Regions from separate parts of the Astyanax mexicanus genome. Here region 2 is linked to region 1. The links are chromatin contacts, called in public Hi-C maps. All regions are on one chromosome and are shown on one strand. Each heading gives the region's core, a stretch centred on a gene start, on an enhancer-like site or on the middle of the called end of the contact. The rest is flanking DNA. Distances are from core to core; before and after follow the strand shown. Region 1 overlaps LOC103044686 (E3 ubiquitin-protein ligase TRIM50). Region 2 overlaps ece2b (endothelin converting enzyme 2b).

Region 1 (4,231 bases), core at 1,162-3,661:
GTATCAAGTAAGACATGGCATTATGTGTTTGATTTTATTTGCTTTATGTGATATTACACATTGAATCTGCACAAATTGCAACTATAATACTCAAACAGAATGGTGTGCAACCCTAATCTTGGGTATTGTTCTTGTATATATAGAATAATTATTATGGCTGAATACTAAGCTCCACACAGTTATTACAGCACAAATAAACACACATAGCTTCTCTTTTTTACACATTGTATGAGGCATATATAGTTCTAGTGACAGTTAAAAGGTATTCCTCTATTTTCGTATTCGGCACATTCATTCATTTGTGTCAGATACTAATAAATGAATGTTATATATCACCATCTAATAATGTATATATATATATATTTTTTATTTTTATAGTTGCAGCCATTTTCTTAACACTAATGCCACAGGAATGCTGTGTTAAGTTAATGGCAAAAAAATATAAGTGTATAAGGTTTTCTGTTTATATATATATATATATATATATATATATATATATATATATATATATATATATATAATGTAATTTTATGAATTATGAAATGTTTGTCTGATTTTACTTTTACAGAAATACAGCTCCATTGCTCCAAGGTAAGAACTCTGAACACTTTGATTTTTAAGTATCTAAATGGCTTTTAAAGGAAGCAAAGCTGTTTGGTTCAGTCTGAAAGAAAACTGAGAGGTTTCCCGTTAAATTCTTTAATGAGAAACAGGGTTTGGTAACAATAGAGATGAAAGTAACTCTCAGTACTGATGTTATTCTCATCTCATTATTGTTGACAGTTGTTGTTTCCCAACCTAACCGTCATTTGCTGCTCCAGCTGACTAAAAGCAGCCATATATTACTCTTAACATTTTCCAAATGTCAGCACAGAACACACAACAGCTGGATTTAACATCATTCTGATGGTCTCAAACTTTCTGGTGAGGTTACTTAGTGTGGGATCTAAGTTTCTCTCAGAGCTTTCTGTGATTTTGCAGGTTTAGAGAAAGCCAGCAGAGAGAAAAGAGGAAGGAGAGAACCTACAGCTCCATTAGCTTCAAACCAGGCTTCAATCACAGTGACATCAAAATCGCTGTGTGGAAGAGATTACACAGGAGAGTTCTGCCAGGTAAAAAGTGTGTCCAGTCACTGATAGAATTCACAGCACTTACAGTAGAATAGAATCTAAAGATAGCTTAAGGGACACTTATTGAGGCTTAAATAAGTTCTTCTAGTAAAGACAAATATGGACTCTTTAAAACTTTTTATTATTTGGACACCAGGTGGTACTTAAAGAGGAAGTTAATAAACTATAAACTCAATTGTATTTACATAAAACATAAGACATTAGACACAAACAAAAGACAATAACATTCTCATGTTCACAAATATCGATGTGTTACCTTTATGACAGTAAATATGTAGTGAGGAGAGAAGAAGCACTACTTGGTAATGTCTTTATATTTGTTCAGACACTAGAGGGCACTTCAGAGTGAGTCCAAATTTATATTTTAAATTATTGTAATTTATAATTTGTAAATGAACAGCATAAAACCTTTCAACGCCGCTGCCAGATATTTGATGACTTTCTAACACTGCTGAATGTCAAATCAAAAAACATAATGGACTGTGTTTTAACTTGTCATCCAATCAGCACTAAATGTTTTCTGAAGAAAAATGGAAATACAAGCATCAATTCAAGCATAAATAAACTCTTATTAGAGCTGAATCATTAAACTCCTGATTTTTTTTTTTCGGTGGGCCGTCTTTGGCAGATTGCTATTTTAGTGGCGCAGCTACTTGGACATGTCCAATGCTTCTCAGCAGAGAAAAAAAAAATAGTTTGTATTATGTTTCATATTGATGTTAAAGTTTGCATAGCTGCCAACAGGCATGCAATTGGGTTTGTGCACTGCTGCGTATCCAAAAAGCAAAATTTGCCTGTTGATGTCTGTCTAGGTTGTATTCAGTCAGTGGCGCACCTGTGTTACCTGTTGCCAAGATAACAATATGCCAGAAATGGCAAGTTTTCCAGATCACCAATGCTATTCATGGATGCTTTTTCCAGCCAGTAATATTATTGGGATTTATTACATAAGCATCAGGTTTTTATTTCATTTTATTTAAAAAATTAGCAAGCATTTAATAATAGAACATTATGTCTTCACAAATAAAAATACATATCGAACATAGGTCCACTTTATACTCATTCCACAGCTCCTGAGCATCTGAAGTTTGACCCTCTCACAGCTCATCCCATGCTGCAACTCAACGAGCACCTCACGAGTGTGGAGTGCGGTGTCATTGTGAACCGCCTGCCCAATAATCCAGAGCGCTTCAGCTACAGCTACTGTGTGCTGGCCAGTCGCGGGTTCTCCTCAGGGAAGCATTACTGGGAGGTCCAGGTGGGCCAAAAGCCAAAGTGGCGGCTCGGCCTAATCAAAGGAACCACATCGCGCAAGAATAAGCTGACCAAGAGCCCAGAGGGTGGAGTTTGGCTGATTGGGCTGAAGGAAGGCCGACTGTACGAGGCTTTTGCTAACCCACGAGTCACGCTGCCCCTCACAACCCATCCCCAGCGCCTGGGGGTCTTCCTGGACTATGAAAGAGGAGAGATGACGTTCTACAATGCGGACAGTCCAGACGAGCTGGTAACTATCTACTCCTATCAGGCTGAGCTGCAGGGGAAGGTGTACCCGCTGTTTGACGTATGCTGGCATGAGCGCAGTGCCAACAAGCTGCCAATCTCTCTGCCCCAGCCTCTTGCCGAGGTGTGACCTACCTTCAGTTTTCTTATGAAACCTTTTTGAGGCTTTAAAAAGATGCATCTCAAAGACTCTGGACTTCCTTCGGTCATTTGATCTTAATACACTTGTGTTTTCTTACTGCTTTGCAGTAAGCATTGTTTGATGTGCATTGTTTGATACACAAGAGCTGCGTTCCAAAGTCTAGGCTGCAGCCGAGGTGGGCCATACTGTATATCTTGGCTGCCATGTCATGTAATTCACTTTAATTAAAATGTATTTTTATGTATCACTTTTTAAATAAATGCTGTCACAAAGCAGCTTTACAGAGATCAGGTCTGAGCCTCTTTAGAGTAAGCACAAATGTGACAGTAGCAAGGAAGAAACCTAGGAAGGAATGGGTCCTTCTCTGGTTGACACAGACAGCGTAACAAATAATAAAACAACAAGAAGAACTGGACAAAAGAAAATGAGTGAGATAATGAATAGCTATAGCTAATGTGAGAGCAGTTTATCCATTTATGAGTCCATGCAGGATAAACAATTATATGTACAGCTGTGGAGTGTGACCGGAATACTGTCTATCAAGGCAGGGATCCAGAGCAGGCTACAGGATAATAGAGAACCAAGCCAGACAACACCAGGTCAGAACAGAAGGTACAAGTCATCTCCATCTCAATAAATGACAAAGAGTTGTAAAGGAATTACTTAGGTTAGTGGGATTGTGTAAAACACTGGTGAGTTCTCTAATAAGCCTTATAAGCATTGGTTAAGTGCAAATTAATGACATATTAATGTTATTATTATTATAATTAAGTTTTATATTATATTTGTTGTCTATACTTTACTCTTTGAAAACCATATGAATGTAAAGTTCTGGTATTGTATGATAGTTGTGGATTGCTGGAAAAATACCAGGAGCAGCAACAGCAGCTAATAAAGAACCTAATATAACAATAAACTTCTAAAAAATACATATTCAAATCTGTGTACATTATTAATTAAGCTCCAGTACAGAACTAAGGAAATTTCATTTTTATCATTAAGGGTCTAAACCAATATAATTTTTTTTTCGTGTTGGCAGCATAGTTGTTTAAATTTCCAAATTCTACCAATAAGGTGTGGGGCTACTTTGAGCCTGGATAACGGTGTAAAAAGCAATTTATCTTCAGGGATAAGTGGATGCCCCAAAGCACCTGTTGTAAAGAGTGCTGGAAAAAAGCACAAAATTACTGGATTTCGGAAAGCTGTTGGAGAGCGGTGGTGGGCTATTCAAGTAAGGTTATCTAATCTTCCCATTCCACCTTAAATGGTGCAACAGACTGCAAAAGCGGCAGCATTTAAGGTGGAATGTAAAAGTTAAATTAAATAAAAGCTATTTTCAGCTCCCCATCATAGAGGAATTAAGGAATGGACAAAAATTACTAATTGCTGCACCACCTGCCCCACTTTCTGAAGACATACAATGCCCTAAAATTAACTAGTTAATCAGCAGCTAGGTTGC
Region 2 (4,550 bases), core at 1,136-3,635, 92 kb after region 1:
CTGGATGCAAGAGTTTTATCTCGGAGTAGAAGTGTGAAATATTTCTCACAGACGTCCCCCTGAGAAACAAATCACATCTGGATAGGGCTTTAGTCTACATGTAAAGTTTGGTGTCAACAAAAACTTTTACTTTTACTATTTAAGCACAATCTTTGCTGAATGCAGACAAATCCTCACAGCAATGGGGGAAATCATTCCCTGCAGTAACAGTAGAGACAGTTACTCCATTAAAAGCAGGATAGCTTGTTTTATACCATTGATTTAAATGAATGAATGATCAGGTGTCCCAATACTTTTGTCCATATAGTTTATTTCTCGTACTTCCAGCTCTTAATGCAATGTTGAGCCCCATCACCGATTCAGAGTAGAACTTTTTAAGGGATTTATATATATATATATATATATATATATATATATATATATATATATATATATATATATATATATATATATATATTTTTTTTTTTTTTACTTTTTGTAATTTCCTCTGCTTGAACTCAAATGAAGCCTTCCGGCACTTGTGCCACCTCTGAGATGTACAACATTTATATCCTGAAGTCTGTAAGTCTTCATTCCTTCACACAGCCCTGCTTTACTTCTTTTTTCTTTTTCTTTTTTTTTTTCTTTTTTTACTCTTCACACGCTGTGGTGGCATGCATTTCTTATTACTTCACATATTACCTGAACAGAAGCTAGAGCCCTCAGGCTTTTTAACTTTATTAAGACAATAACCTTCTGCTACTGTGGTCTACTGGAAATGACGACCGTTTACCCCTCATCTCATCTTCTCCTCTTCCCACACTCCCACAGCATGGGTGAGGGCTGTGGATAGGGGCTTTAGTGTGTGTATGAGTGTTGGCCATGGTGGCTTGAGTGCAGTACACCCCAAGGGCTGGGCAGCTGGAATTGCGTCTGGATCTCTGGAATGCAGAGTTGCTGGCGAGTGTGTCTGATTCTTTGTGGGTTTGTGTTTCGGAGAGAGTCTGAATGCACATCGTGTTCTTTTATCCATCACTCCAAACTTCCTAGTAAAATAGCAAACTTACAGAAGTTAAGGATAAAAATAGGGGCTGATTTGCAACTGATATATGGGTATATTATTTATATATATATATATATATATATATATATATATATATATATATAGAAGTATCACAATATTATGTTTTGTGGTACTGTTTTGATTCACAAAGACAGTAATGATTTTTACTTAATAACTATACAGTCATCACAATTAGTTATTATAACTATAAATTAAGAGAGTGAATTTTGGTACTAAAGGACAATACTTCTATTTTTAATATAAAAATTGTGCTTTTGTTTTTGCCAAATGATTGATTAATCAATATCGATGATGGAAATTGTCATTAGTTATTGGATTAATTCTCAAAAACATATTAACATTTTTAATTAATAGTTTATATACAAAGTTTAGTTTATATAACCATGATACATTTTGTGTTGACTACTAGTTAGCTGTGTTTTTCACTAGATGGCCGTCTTCAAATCCCACTGTTCTGACTGCATAAAAAGTAAATTTTTCTTTTAATCAGATACATTGGAAAAATAGTTGCACCCTGAAAGAAGGGTGTGATTGCGGTGCTGTGTAGAAGAATGATAAATTACCAGGAATAATAATAATGATTTAAATATTTTAGACTGATAGACTAGAGAGGTTCTTAATGATGTCCTCAATAATCCTTCCCATGCAGCTCCAATATTTTCATGCAGTTCAATGCAGGACCTCCTTAAAGCATTGATACTGGCACTGAACTCTGTACAGAAGTAGGACTCATCACTAAAGATCTACTGCCATTCTGAGTCACTCCATAACAGTATGAACCAACTACTCTCCAAGATTCATTCCTGTAGGTTGATCCCTTCTGGGTGCAACTATTTGTTTTGACGATAAGTGTGTATAAATGTATTTTTTGAACTACAATGATTTTCCTGATATTTAATTTTAAAAATTGCTTGCAGTAGTATCAAAATATATCACAATATATTTTATGCAACAAATGTTTTGTTTTGCCTATCTTATTGGCAGGTTCTTTCCACTACACAGCCCTGTTATGTAACAGAATATACTCTTCTGTTATGCTTCTTTTGAAGAACTACATAATGCAGAGAGAGAGAGTTACACTAGTTAAAGATTTGTCCTTGAAGCTTAGTTCCAGGCCAGAAACCATTTAAAAACCTGTATTTTTAAGAAGGTTCTAGCCAGAGCTGTAATCATACAAGACTACAAGTCATACAAGACTAAATAGCTGCATAGAATATTCATGTGTTTTGCTTTCAGCAGTATTAGTAGGAGAGTGCTTTCTGACTGTGCAGCTCATCCCGAGTCTGGGGAGTGTTCCACTCAGCCAGCAAACAGCTGAGTCTCCCAAGGCCATGGTAATGGGGTTCATGACCCCTTCATGGGCTGTTCTGCATGTCAGATGTTCCATCCAGCTGCAGGCTGGAGAGTTAAACGGTGACGCGACTCGTCTGGCAATTACAAAATTCTTTCTAGCGCGGCTAATAAAAAATGTAAACTATTGTGGACCAGTTAGGAAGACTTTATTTGCATAATCTGAAGTGACACGATGCTAGGACGACACTGCTGTAGAGTTGTGCAACAGCTAATCAAGATTATTAAAAAGAAAATGGTTGTTTGTTTTTTAGACTGAATTTTTTTCAAGTTGATCAATAAAGTTATTTTCTCAAAAAATCAAGTAATTAAAAAATTATTAATGGGCAAATGATCAATTATGGAAATAATCACTAGTTGTAACTTTACTAATATAATTGTCTTGTATATATTTAGCTTGAAAATAGTTTTGACAAACTAACATTGATTTTCTTTTCTCCAATTAATTCAGTAATCGTAATCATAAGGGAGCAAATGGGGGAAAAAAATAATCACTAGTTGTAACTAGTAGTATTGTCTTGTTTAATGTGAAAATTAATGGCAGACTAATAATTGTATTTTCCTGAATAATCAAATAGTTGTAATCTTAATGGATCATGATAAAGTTAAATAACCCTTTTTAATCCCACAGCAGGAATTTTGCAATGGGACAGAAATGTCAGAAAATATACAAATAATATATAAAATCTACCGGAAAAATTAGACCCCTTAAAATTATGAGTTTCTTTGATTTTACAAAAAAAAACTCACAAGCCATCAAACCAAGCTGAACTGCTTGACTTTTTTTTTTGCACCAGGAGTGGCATAATGTTATCCAAAAGCAGTGTGTAAGACTGCTGGAGGAGAACATGCCAAGAACACGCATGAAAACTGTGATTAAAAACCAGGGTTATTCCACCAAATATTGATTTCTGAACTCTTAAAACTTTTATAAATATGAACTTCTTTCTTTTGCATTATTTTAGGTCTGAAAGCTCTGCTTCTTTTTGGTTATTTCAGCTATTTCTCATTTTCTGTAAATAAATGCTCCAAATGACAATATTTTTATTTGGAATTTGGGAGAAATGTTTGTAGTTTATAGAATAAAACAACTATGCTAATTTTACTCAAACATATACCTATAAATAGCAAAATCGGAGAAACTGATTCTTGTATATATTCAAGAAATACAAGAGAATATAATACTAATGAAAACATATAAATCTAGAAAAACTAGAAAAAACATGGTTCCACAGTATGACAGTATGACGAGTGATATTGCACATTGGTTGATAGTAAATAAGTGGCAATATTATTAAATAATAAATACATGGTGATTGTAATCAGACTGTGTGAATAATGGATTATTGGATTATTGTAATGAAAATGATTAATCCTCTGAGTGAATGTTTCTGTGGATTCTTCTGCAGACCCTGGCTCCTGCTGTGGAGTGGCTGGACTACCTGTCCTCTGTGCTTTCACCCCTGGAGCTGAACGATACAGAGCCGGTGGTGGTTTACGCCAAGGAGTACCTACAGCAGGTCTCAGAGCTCATCAACAAGACTGACCGCAAGTACGTCTGTCTCCATGGTTACAGGCAGGGCTGACTGGGTATTTCCCCAATGCTCAGAGGTTTTTAACATGTTAAGTGACTGTATTTAATGCTCTCAGGCTGTGCTGGTTTTGCCCAGAGGAGCACACAGTGGCTGGAGAGGTGCAGAGTGCTTCAGGGTTATTCTCTGCTCTGTTGATCCCTGGGCTTGATTTGAGGAAGATGGAATACAAGGGAATGCTTTAAGCCAAAAGTCATGGGATAGCAGTGTGTAAATTGAACAAGATACTTTATGCCAAAGAATGGGAATGTCACATCTATAAGTGTGAAGTATTGTGTGTACTGGGAATGCAAAATATTATAAAAGGCATTACCACCCTCAGTGGACAGCACAGTGGGTGGTATTGATTGACTGACTGTGACCGACTGTGGCTTACATCCATATTCAATCCAGGGGAAACTGCATATCGTCGCTGTCCAATGAAAAACACTTATCTCCATTTTTGTCAATTTTTAGTTTACTACATAATTTGAACAGACAAACTGTCCCTTACACTGTGAACGGACCAATAGAAACTCTTCAAAATGACCTGAAATAAACTCTTT

What was found. A called contact is a pair of places that touch in the nucleus more often than the background predicts.
Region 2: a Hi-C map of muscle shows a contact between it and region 1, with 18 times the contacts expected there. The contact joins two enhancer-like sites. A contact is called at or near these places in 2 of 3 Hi-C or Micro-C datasets (both in muscle).

Annotation. Positions count from the first base shown.
Region 1 is chr18:20,490,045-20,494,275 of AstMex3_surface, forward strand. It overlaps LOC103044686 (E3 ubiquitin-protein ligase TRIM50), which reads left to right. Exons shown (of 6, transcript XM_007236750.4): 4 at 569-591; 5 at 982-1,112; 6 at 2,201-3,696. The coding sequence ends at 2,760. Among protein-coding and RNA genes, the nearest start is that of LOC103044686, 7.8 kb to the left of the region's middle. Within about 2 kb of position 2,412, the one cell type or tissue checked has an H3K27ac peak away from gene starts, as active enhancers do.
Region 2 is chr18:20,582,351-20,586,900 of AstMex3_surface, forward strand. ece2b (endothelin converting enzyme 2b) reads left to right here. Exons shown (of 20, transcript XM_049467322.1): 10 at 3,823-3,965. Among protein-coding and RNA genes, the nearest start is that of si:ch1073-280e3.1, 32 kb to the right of the region's middle. Within about 2 kb of position 2,386, the one cell type or tissue checked has an H3K27ac peak away from gene starts, as active enhancers do.